Linked DNA regions of Mus musculus: region 1 is linked to region 2. A link is a contact called in public promoter capture Hi-C data. All regions are on one chromosome and are shown on one strand. Each heading gives the region's core, a stretch centred on a gene start, on an enhancer-like site or on the middle of the called end of the contact. The rest is flanking DNA. Distances are from core to core; before and after follow the strand shown.

What was found. Promoter capture Hi-C pulls out the DNA fragments that hold promoters and counts their contacts.
Region 1: a promoter capture Hi-C map of hippocampal neurons shows a contact between it and region 2, with 3 times the contacts expected there. The contact joins the promoter of Ear14 here to the promoter of Slc35f4 in region 2. A contact is called at or near these places in 4 of 39 promoter capture datasets (frontonasal cranial neural crest, hippocampal neurons, liver and 1 more).

Annotation. Positions count from the first base shown.
Region 1 is chr14:51,200,712-51,205,306 of GRCm38.p6, forward strand. Ear14 (eosinophil-associated, ribonuclease A family, member 14) reads left to right here and starts at 2,984. Exons shown (of 1, transcript NM_017389.2): 1 at 2,984-3,445. The coding sequence starts at 2,984. The coding sequence ends at 3,445.
Region 2 is chr14:49,524,124-49,528,609 of GRCm38.p6, forward strand. Slc35f4 (solute carrier family 35, member F4) reads right to left here and starts at 1,714. Exons shown (of 8, transcript NM_029238.2): 1 at 1,388-1,714. The coding sequence starts at 1,490.

The DNA of each region.
Region 1 (4,595 bases), core at 1,734-4,233, 1.7 Mb after region 2:
TAAACCACCACAAAACAGAGGTACTTCATCCTCACCCACAGCATACACACAGACATAAAATCCCCTAGTCTGACACACTAACTTGCTTAAACACAGCAGATTCCTTTTTTAGAGCAATATCAGAGTGCCGGGGAACAGGTGAAGACTCTCAGCAATGAGGACTCTGCCTGAAGTCGCTGGCCCCTCACCCAACAACTCAGGAGATTTAGAACCCACTCACATCCCTGACAAGAGGCCAGGGCTCTTTGTAAAATGTATTTGCCCAACTTGACACATACTGAAACAGAAATGGGTATTTTTTTTTAATTTGTATTTTATTAAGGTGCAAGGAAAAACTCATATGTGTGTGTGTGTGTGTGTGTGTGTGTGTGTGTGTGTGTTTTCCAGGGCACAGACCTAGGACCTCATATATGATACATAGCCTACTATTGAGCCACATCCCCATGCCTGAATATTGTATCTTTGTCAGTAATTTTAATTCATATGAAACAACTGCCAATTTAAAAAGTATTTATTAAAATGCTTAACCTCCTGAAAGCCATCCTCCTTTCCTGCTATTTTTGTCTGTCTCTTCTCCAAGCCAGTAATATCCATGACACATGAGGTATGAAATTCTTCTTCTAATATTTCTAGTGTTGGCACATTCCCCCTTTATACAGAGTGTGTATGTTTGATTCTGTCCTTAGGACTCATTATAGAGTGGAAGGCATGGGGACACTGTGAGATTCCTTTACAGTGCTAACATACTACTCAACCAGTAACAGAAGTAACAACTAGAAAAGGAAAGCTCACAGGGGATCCCCTGAGGAGTGGGGGCTTCTTTGGGTCAGGGAGAATAGGAACAAAGACCTGATGACATCTTTACATTTCCAAACAAGATAGAAATTAAACATTTACTTCTCAACATACTGGGCTCTGCTCGCAGCCACTCTGAAAAAAGCTGCTTACAGAGAGTGCTCTATACTCAAATGTGCAATCAATGGAAGATCTCAAGACATGTTTTACCAGCCTGCATGGTTACACTTTTTAATCCATGCTTGTAGTCACACTAAGAATGCCTCCAGTGGGCAGTTCTATGGCGTTTTGTGGGGTGCAGAAAGAACAAGGGTGAGAGGGTAACTCACACACTCTGACCAGCTAAGCCATTGTGGAACTGATTGCTGTGGACCGGCCTCAGTTGGCCCCCCTCAATCCATGGGAGAAATCAGGGTTCGGTTACAAGTAGGCAGGGAGTCAGCGAGAAGGGTGACAGACAAACATGGACACAGAAAGAGTGTGTATCTGAATGTAATCTTGTCAAAGTTAGCATCAGATATGTATAATACAGAAGACAAAGAAATACGGCACCATAGCAGGCAAGATACATTGAAGTTATGAGATAAAACAGAGGAATGCCTTCAAAGGACTGTCAGGAACCAGGCAATGTTTACAGTTAAGAATAGAAGCAGCCTTGCCTAGAGTCAGCTAAGGACAGGGGCCGGGAGAGGATAATGTAACACTGTAGTTCTTCTTTAGACCACAACCCTCCTTTTTCCTAGGCCATGGTAAATTCTTACATATGGGAGTAACAAGGCTGCTCTTCTAAGTATCTGCAGAGAATCTCCATTTGTCAGAAGAACTCACCAACTTTCTTCTAATGTGCAATGTAGTCTGCCATACCTGACTGTAATGAAGATTCTAAGTATACTTTACTAAGCTTACCCTGAGATTTCTAACTCTTATCCAGTAAAATACTGTAAGAAAGCATGCAAGACCCTCCCAACTATTGCAGGGACAAATCTGGGGCATTCTAGCTATGGGAATGCCAAGGTTCCAGGAGGCTAAGTTTCTGTGAAACTCTTTGCCTCGGGACTGCTTCCAGGTTGCTAGGCCTGTCACTTGAGTCACTACTGGAGCGGATGTAACAACTGATGACTCCCCCAGGCCTGATCTCAGATTGTAGCTAGTTCACTTTTTCTAATCACCCCTGTAAACTAAGCTTCAACTCCACATTCTATGACTCATGTGACTAAGGTTCCACCGTCCCATGAGATCAAAATGAGACGATCTCTCAACCTTCACTTTAAGGAAGAGAGAACTGAAGAACAAAGAAAGGGACATTAACTGACCAAGGAGCATTTGGTGTTCATGTGAATGGAAGCTTTCCAATGCACGACATAACCTTTATGTCCCTTTGGAATGATTTCTAGAAAAATCAAAACTCATGTTTAAAGCAATATTGAAAAATTGCTTAACACTGATTATTTCCATAAATCTCCAAAACATCTGACCTCTCCCTTTTATCATCATATTGCTTCCTGAATTGAAACGGCAGCAACTAGCAACACTAACTGTCTCAGAGCTGGGTGATGCTCGCTCTTTGAATAGCCGAGGCAGCTTTTTGGAGTTGGCCAGAGGCTGTTCAGACTTGTATGCTAACTGAGGTTTCAAACGACAGCATGTATGGGCTGGCTTTAAGATTACTGCTATCACAGACAGAAGGACTGGCCCACTGGAGATGTCCCAATATAAGGACAAGGTTTCTATAGACCCTTCATTTGAAACAAAGATGCTCCATCATTGCGCTGGCATGGTTTGATGTGCTGTCTCAGACATAGCAAATCCCAACTGTTCAGTAAGAAGAAACAGAAGGCTGGTTGTATGAGTAGGCAATGTACCAATCTGTGGGTTCTGCATGTTGAAGACTCTGAGCCACCAGTTCCACCAACAGAGCCTGCTCTATATCTATGGGCCCAAGTGGAGCTCACCCATTATCCCTGATTTCCAGGACAACCAGCACTCAGTTCCACAGGATCTATAACTCAGGCTGGGTAAGACACTGACTGTCTAAGCCTGGGACAAGAGGGGCAGTGATGGAGCAGTGTCCAAGAGAAGCCAGACCATGGACCCACAGGGACAGCAGAGGGCCTTCAGGAAGAAAGATGGAAAACTGAGATAGGGTGGGAGTAGTCACTTATCTTCTGTTTTCACAGAAATTGTGGGTATGAAGCTGCCTGAGTCCAGTCTTTGTCTCCTGCTGCTGTTGGGACTTGTCCTAATGCTTGCCTCATGCCAGGCACAAATCCTTTCCCAGAAGTTTTACACCGAGTATATCTATAATAGCACCTACCCCCGATGTGATGCTGTAATGAGGGTTGTTAACAGGTATAGACCAAGATGTAAGGACATAAATACTTTTCTTCACACAAGTTTTGCTGATGTTGTTGCTGTGTGTGGCCATCCAAATATCACCTGCAACAACTTGACAAGAAAAAATTGTCATGCTAGTTCATTTCAGGTATTTATAACTTTTTGTAACCTCACTACGCCGACAAGAATATGCACACAATGCAGATACCAAACGACAGGTTCAGTGAAGTACTACAGAGTAGCCTGTGAGAACAGAACTCCACAAGACACTCCCATCTATCCAGTGGTTCCAGTTCACTTGGATGGGACATTTTAGTTCCAGTGCCAGCACTTTGCACCTTCGCTCATCTGCTACTGCCAAGATAATAGTAGTGAAGAACCAATTCCTCTGTCTGTGCTGCATATCAGCACCTGTCCTCATGAAACCTGTCACTGACTCCCTTTAATTGAGCTGAACAGATCTTTTCTAGTCAACAAATACCTTTGCATACAAATCTAGATTTTTGGTATCTCTGTGTCTGATAGGGGTGGGGAGAGTGGAAGGGAAAGACACATATACACAGTGTTTTTGTCTCTCTCTCTCTGTGTGTGTATGTGTGTGTAGAGACAGAGAGAGAGAGACAGAGACAGAGAGACACAGAGAGAAAGACACAGAGAGAAAGACATGGCCTCTTACCAAATGAGGCATTTTCCCAGTTCCCAGAAGCTAATGAATCAGAGAAGAGAAGGACATCTTTCCAGAACATCTTTCCTGAAGTTTCTCTGTGGGAATGAAGTGGCTGGCAGAGGAAACCCAGGAATTGGGATCTCTCAGTGAGGCTATCCCTTGCCCTCTCCCTGAAGAGCTGTCCTTAGACATCAATTGTGAGATCATTCAACACAAACCATCAAGGACAGGTTCTATGATAGGGGAACTGGATTTCATACAGAAAAGAGATAAATAATGAGAGGTCCTGTCCTGACTCCTGAGGACAGACCTGTAGTCAGGAATCAGTTTCAGACAGGGTGGTGCCACCCCTTTAAGGACATGGGTGAGCTGGGCATTACCAGATGTGGCCGTGAGCCTTCCTGCAGTGTCAGATGCAGAATGGAACAGAGGGGTGACATCCTCAGGTCCACACCTCTGATTTTCAGTCTGGATCTCCAGCTTCCATTTTTCTCTTCCTTTCTGTGCTCCCAGATGCAACACTTGGCCTCTCCTTTCCGATGGGCAGTGGTGGTACTTCCTGCTCTCAGTGGATCACAGTCAGGCCTGCAGGGAAGCCACTCCACTGGAAACAGCAAATGGATTTCTTGTGTAATCTTCCATTCTGGGTTGGTGTGGAATCTTGCTGAGTCTGGCATGGCCTTGGTGGAGACAGAATGACAGGGTTCCTGCCTCTGGGACATGACCAGCAGATGTGGACTGCCATGGCATTTTTGTTAAGGCTTGTTTGTATAATTATGTACATATTCATGTTCCTTCA
Region 2 (4,486 bases), core at 464-2,963:
GCCTTTCTTGAGAGCAGATGAAATATTAAGCTGGAAAATATCTGTAGAATGGCCCACAGGACAGTGCTCTTGGTTTATTATTCAATGGAGAGACAGCACAGCCCTGGATGAAGTTACATTGGAAATGAAGTGCTTTCTCATCTATGTGTCAAGATTTGTGTGGGTCTTCTGCTTCACACAGAGCCTGTGATATTGATGGCATCCCAAACTGTCAAGGATAAATACCAATCAGGATGCATCTAAGGAGCGTCTGGTTAAAAATAACACCAGTTAAGAGCCTTCTTTTGCAACAGAAATGCTGTGATAAAGAAAACTGAAATTCCACCTGCATGGAAATTAAAGCATAGCTACTCTCCTAGTTCAGATTAAGGAATCAAACAAACGAACAAACAACAACAAACCAAAAAAATAAAAAAAATAATAAAAAAACCAAACCAAACAGGCTTCACTTTGGTGCTTAGCAGAACTAATCCTAGCAGATACAGTGGGGGGTTTGTGTGTCAGGGAAACAGAATGTGGAGACTAGAAACATAGAGACCCTCACTGCATCCCCAGCAACACGGTGTGTGTGTGTGTGTGTGTGTGTGTGTGTGTGTGTGTGTGTGTGTGTGTGTGTGTGTGTGTGTAGGAAGCGGTAGTGGATGAAACTGCTTCCAAAACCTGAGAGCAACTATGCAGACTGGCGTAATCTAGCCAGAATAAAGCTGAAATCCAGCAGCTCAGAGGTGGCCGCGTTGTGTGGAGGGTGTAGGTAGCTCCGCAATTCAGCCACTTAAGCAGGTTCTTTTCACTGCTCAGGGGGTAGAGAACCTTCTAAGGATGTTTTATCATGAACAATTATCGTGCTGGCAACATTTCAACAACCCCTGGTGAACAAGCTGACCCACCCAGCCAGTCTAACCTCAACCAACTAATGTCCCCCACAGTCTTCATCCCCAGCGTGGGGTAAGCACCCTGACACAGAGTCAAGCTTTCTGAGTGGGTATCCCAAGGGCTGATGGTCAGCTAGTGGAACAGCCATGTTAGCATCCTCCAGGCATAAATCAGCCTCCGGTAGGCTGACCGACGACAATCAGGAGCGCTTGCCCTGTCCTCTACACGCCTCTACCTCCAAGACTGAGACTGTCCCCAAACTCCTGGGTTCAAGCGCCCAGCCCCAATGGCTGCCTCGAGGTTCAGCACCGAGGACAGCGGACATCGGACATACTTTACTCCCTGAGGTCCTGGAGGCCAGGGCAGTGTTTGTGAGGGAGCAGACAATGCTGCAGGTGTCCCACCGCGCGCCTTCTGGCACCGCACCCCTGCCCCCTGTCTCCCTGTGCCCCTGTGCTCCTGAGCTCCCATCTCCCACCCGCAGTTCGCTCAGGACCGCCTCGCGGCGTCTTACTTTTCTGGCTGGAGTAACCCGGGTAATAGCCATAGTAGCCAGTAATCCGCAGGATCCGGTCCTCGATGGTGGCCACCCCGTTGGGGGCCGCCTTGACATCCATAGAGAACGCGGGGCGGCGGCTCCCGGAGCCGCGGGGCGTAGAGCAAAGCGCGGGGCCCGGGAGCTACTGCAGGTACCGCCGCCGCCGCCGCCGCCGCTGGTGCTGATGTTGCAGCTCGTGCTCCCGCGCCCCAGCTCTGATTCCACCGCTGGGCGCAGCTCTGGCTTCGCATCACAGCGGCGGCGGCAACGGCAGCGGCAGCGGAGCGGCCCCCACTCTGGCCGGCCTTTCTGTCAGCCTGGCAGCTCACCCGCCCGCCACCAGCTCACTGCTGCCCGAACAGCGCCCCCTCACCTCCGACGCCCACCCAGGTCTGGGACGCTTGTGGGCGCCCCACCTGGTCTCTGACTTTCACCGTTAACCCTTGTGCCAAAAGTAGACACCCCCAAGCCCACTTGAGGGAAGGACGGTGGCTAGATGCTCAAGGTGAACTGCTGTGGGTGGGAGACACTCACACAGAACTAGGGGTTAGCAATTCAAAAGATGCACACTGCAGTTTAGCACTTCTACCCTGCATTCGTTCCAGGCTCCTGCCCATTCCACCTTGGGTGTATGGATATGGAAAGCATTCACAGGCATTACTCGTTGCAACTTGTCTAGACATCCAAGGATCCTTTTTCTCCTTTTACCAACTGAGAAGGAGGAGGAGGAGGAAGAGGAGGAGGAGGGGAGGAGGAGGAGGAGGAAGAGGAGGAGGAGGAGGAGGAGGAGGAGGAGGAGGAGGAGGAGGAGGAGAAGAAGAAGAAGAAGAAGAAGAAGAAGAAGAAGAAGAAGAAGAAGAAGGAAGAAGAAGAAGAAGAAGAAGAAGAAGAAGGAGGAGAAGAGGAAGAAGAAGAGGAGAAGAAGAAGAAGAAGAAGAAGAAGAAGAAGAAGAAGAAGAAGAAGAAGAAGAAGAAGAAGAAGAAGAAGAAGAAGAAGAAGAAGAAGAAGAAGAATCTCGATCAGGTGGTGTGTGGATTATAATTACCCTAGTGAATGCAGAGATTTTAAGAGTTTAAGTCCTGTGTCTGATAGTCTACATGGGACCCCTACCTTCCAATAAACACAACAAAGGGTAGGACCATACATCTGAGCACAGCATATTCATTTGTCTAATTCTAAATATCCCACAATCTAAGAAAAAATATTTTCTTCTTTATTGTAAAACACATAAGAAGTAAGGGCTTTCAAACTGTATCTGAGCATACGAGCTATTGCCAAAGTCCAAAGACCAAAGAGAAACACTTTTTTTTCCTTTTGTTTTTTGTTTTGTTTTGTTTTTTGTTTTTTTTGTTTTGTTTTGTTTTTGTTTTTGTTTTTTTTTGTTTTTTTGTTTTTTTTTTCTGGAGACAGGGTTTCTCTGTGTAGCCCTGGCTGTCCTGGAACTCTCTCTGTAGACCAAGCTGGCCTCAAACTCAGAAATCAGCCTGCCTCTGTCTCCCAAGTGCTGGGATTAAAGCGTCACCACTGCCCGGCTACAGAAAGACTTATTATCTATGCAGAACATTCTAGAAGCTCTGTGATCAGGGTGAGCAGCCTTCACACCAATATGGCCCTTCTGAGTTGATGAGAAGTCCTAGAGTTAGCTGAATGCAAGGAGCAAAGGCTACCTTGTTCATAGATTTCAGTCCCTGTCTCTTAAGAAGTAATCCTCCAATCTCCATCGCAGAAGGGAAAATGAGAGGAGAGGGAAGGCCTTTATCAGCTGAGTAGAGGTCAGCTCCACCTTTCCTCAAGAAGTGTTTGACTTCCTGCCGATATTCACATTTCTAAAATTCATGAGGTGTGGGGGAGCAGAAATCAAGGTTGGTTTCTCAGTCCCTGCCCAAGGCTGCCCAGCATTTTTTCATTGTGTTATGGGCCCTTAAGAGAAAAAAAAAAAAAAAAAAAAAAGAAAAGAAAAGAAAAAAGGCAAGCTTTTGTCCTAAGATGAAATGGGCTTAAGTGGATAAAAATGCAGTATTAAATTTCACAGCGTGTTGATCATCTTTATTCAGACACAAAGCTCTACAAGGCATCTCGAGAAGAGACTGAATTTCATATGGTTGTGGCTGTGAACAGAGTCCTTAAAGAAACCAATTTCCAGCTGCACCCACCTGTTTACTGTTAGAGGCGAGAAAGGAGCTAATACACCAGACAGAGCCAAAGGGCTCTGTGACACTGAAGCAATGGGGGGAAAAGCTAAATATGTAAAGCTAAAAAGGAAGGATTATGTCCATCCCCACCCCAAAGTAATCTGTAGCTTGTTTGTGTTCGTCTTACTACTTGAATAGCAAATCATATATAGAATCCATTCATTGCACACAGAAAGGTATGTCAGTCACATTCATTTAAGATATTCCCTTTGTTTTCACATTTCTATAAAACATAAATTTCCCATATTTCATCTAGTATATATGTTATAACAGCACACACTAACATGTACATTTAATAAAAGAGAAATTGAGACATAAAAAGGCATCAAAAGTAACAGACATGTTAATATATAGAACTTGAAAGGAAACTGATTTTGTTCTATTAGTGCTTATAGTATTTATAGTCTGACTTAGAAATAAACTTTTAAATAGGAGAACAACTACAGATGTCTTTAATTATCTGTAAAAGGACAACTGAAATAATTAACAACAAGTTTGTTCAATGGAGGGAACTGAAAGTCATACACACACACACACACATACTGCTAGTAATAAGGTCTCACTTGCTTACAAATATAATAGTGGCTTTTAGCTTTCAGATATTCTTCTGGGCATTCTTTTAAAATTATAGAAATTATATGGAGGGAGGAATTTTAAAGCATTTTATTTGCTTGTGTGCTAAATCACTTTCCATAAGCAAAACAGATATTCATTTTTACAAAATTGCCCAAATCTCTTCTGAAAGAATTACAGACAGTTGTAATTCAACAAATGAAGATCAAAATACCTCATATTTCTCATGCTTATCCTTCACATAGCTTCTCTAGTCATTATAAATCATTATTCAATTTAAAAAATTCTCAACACCTTTTACAAAGATTT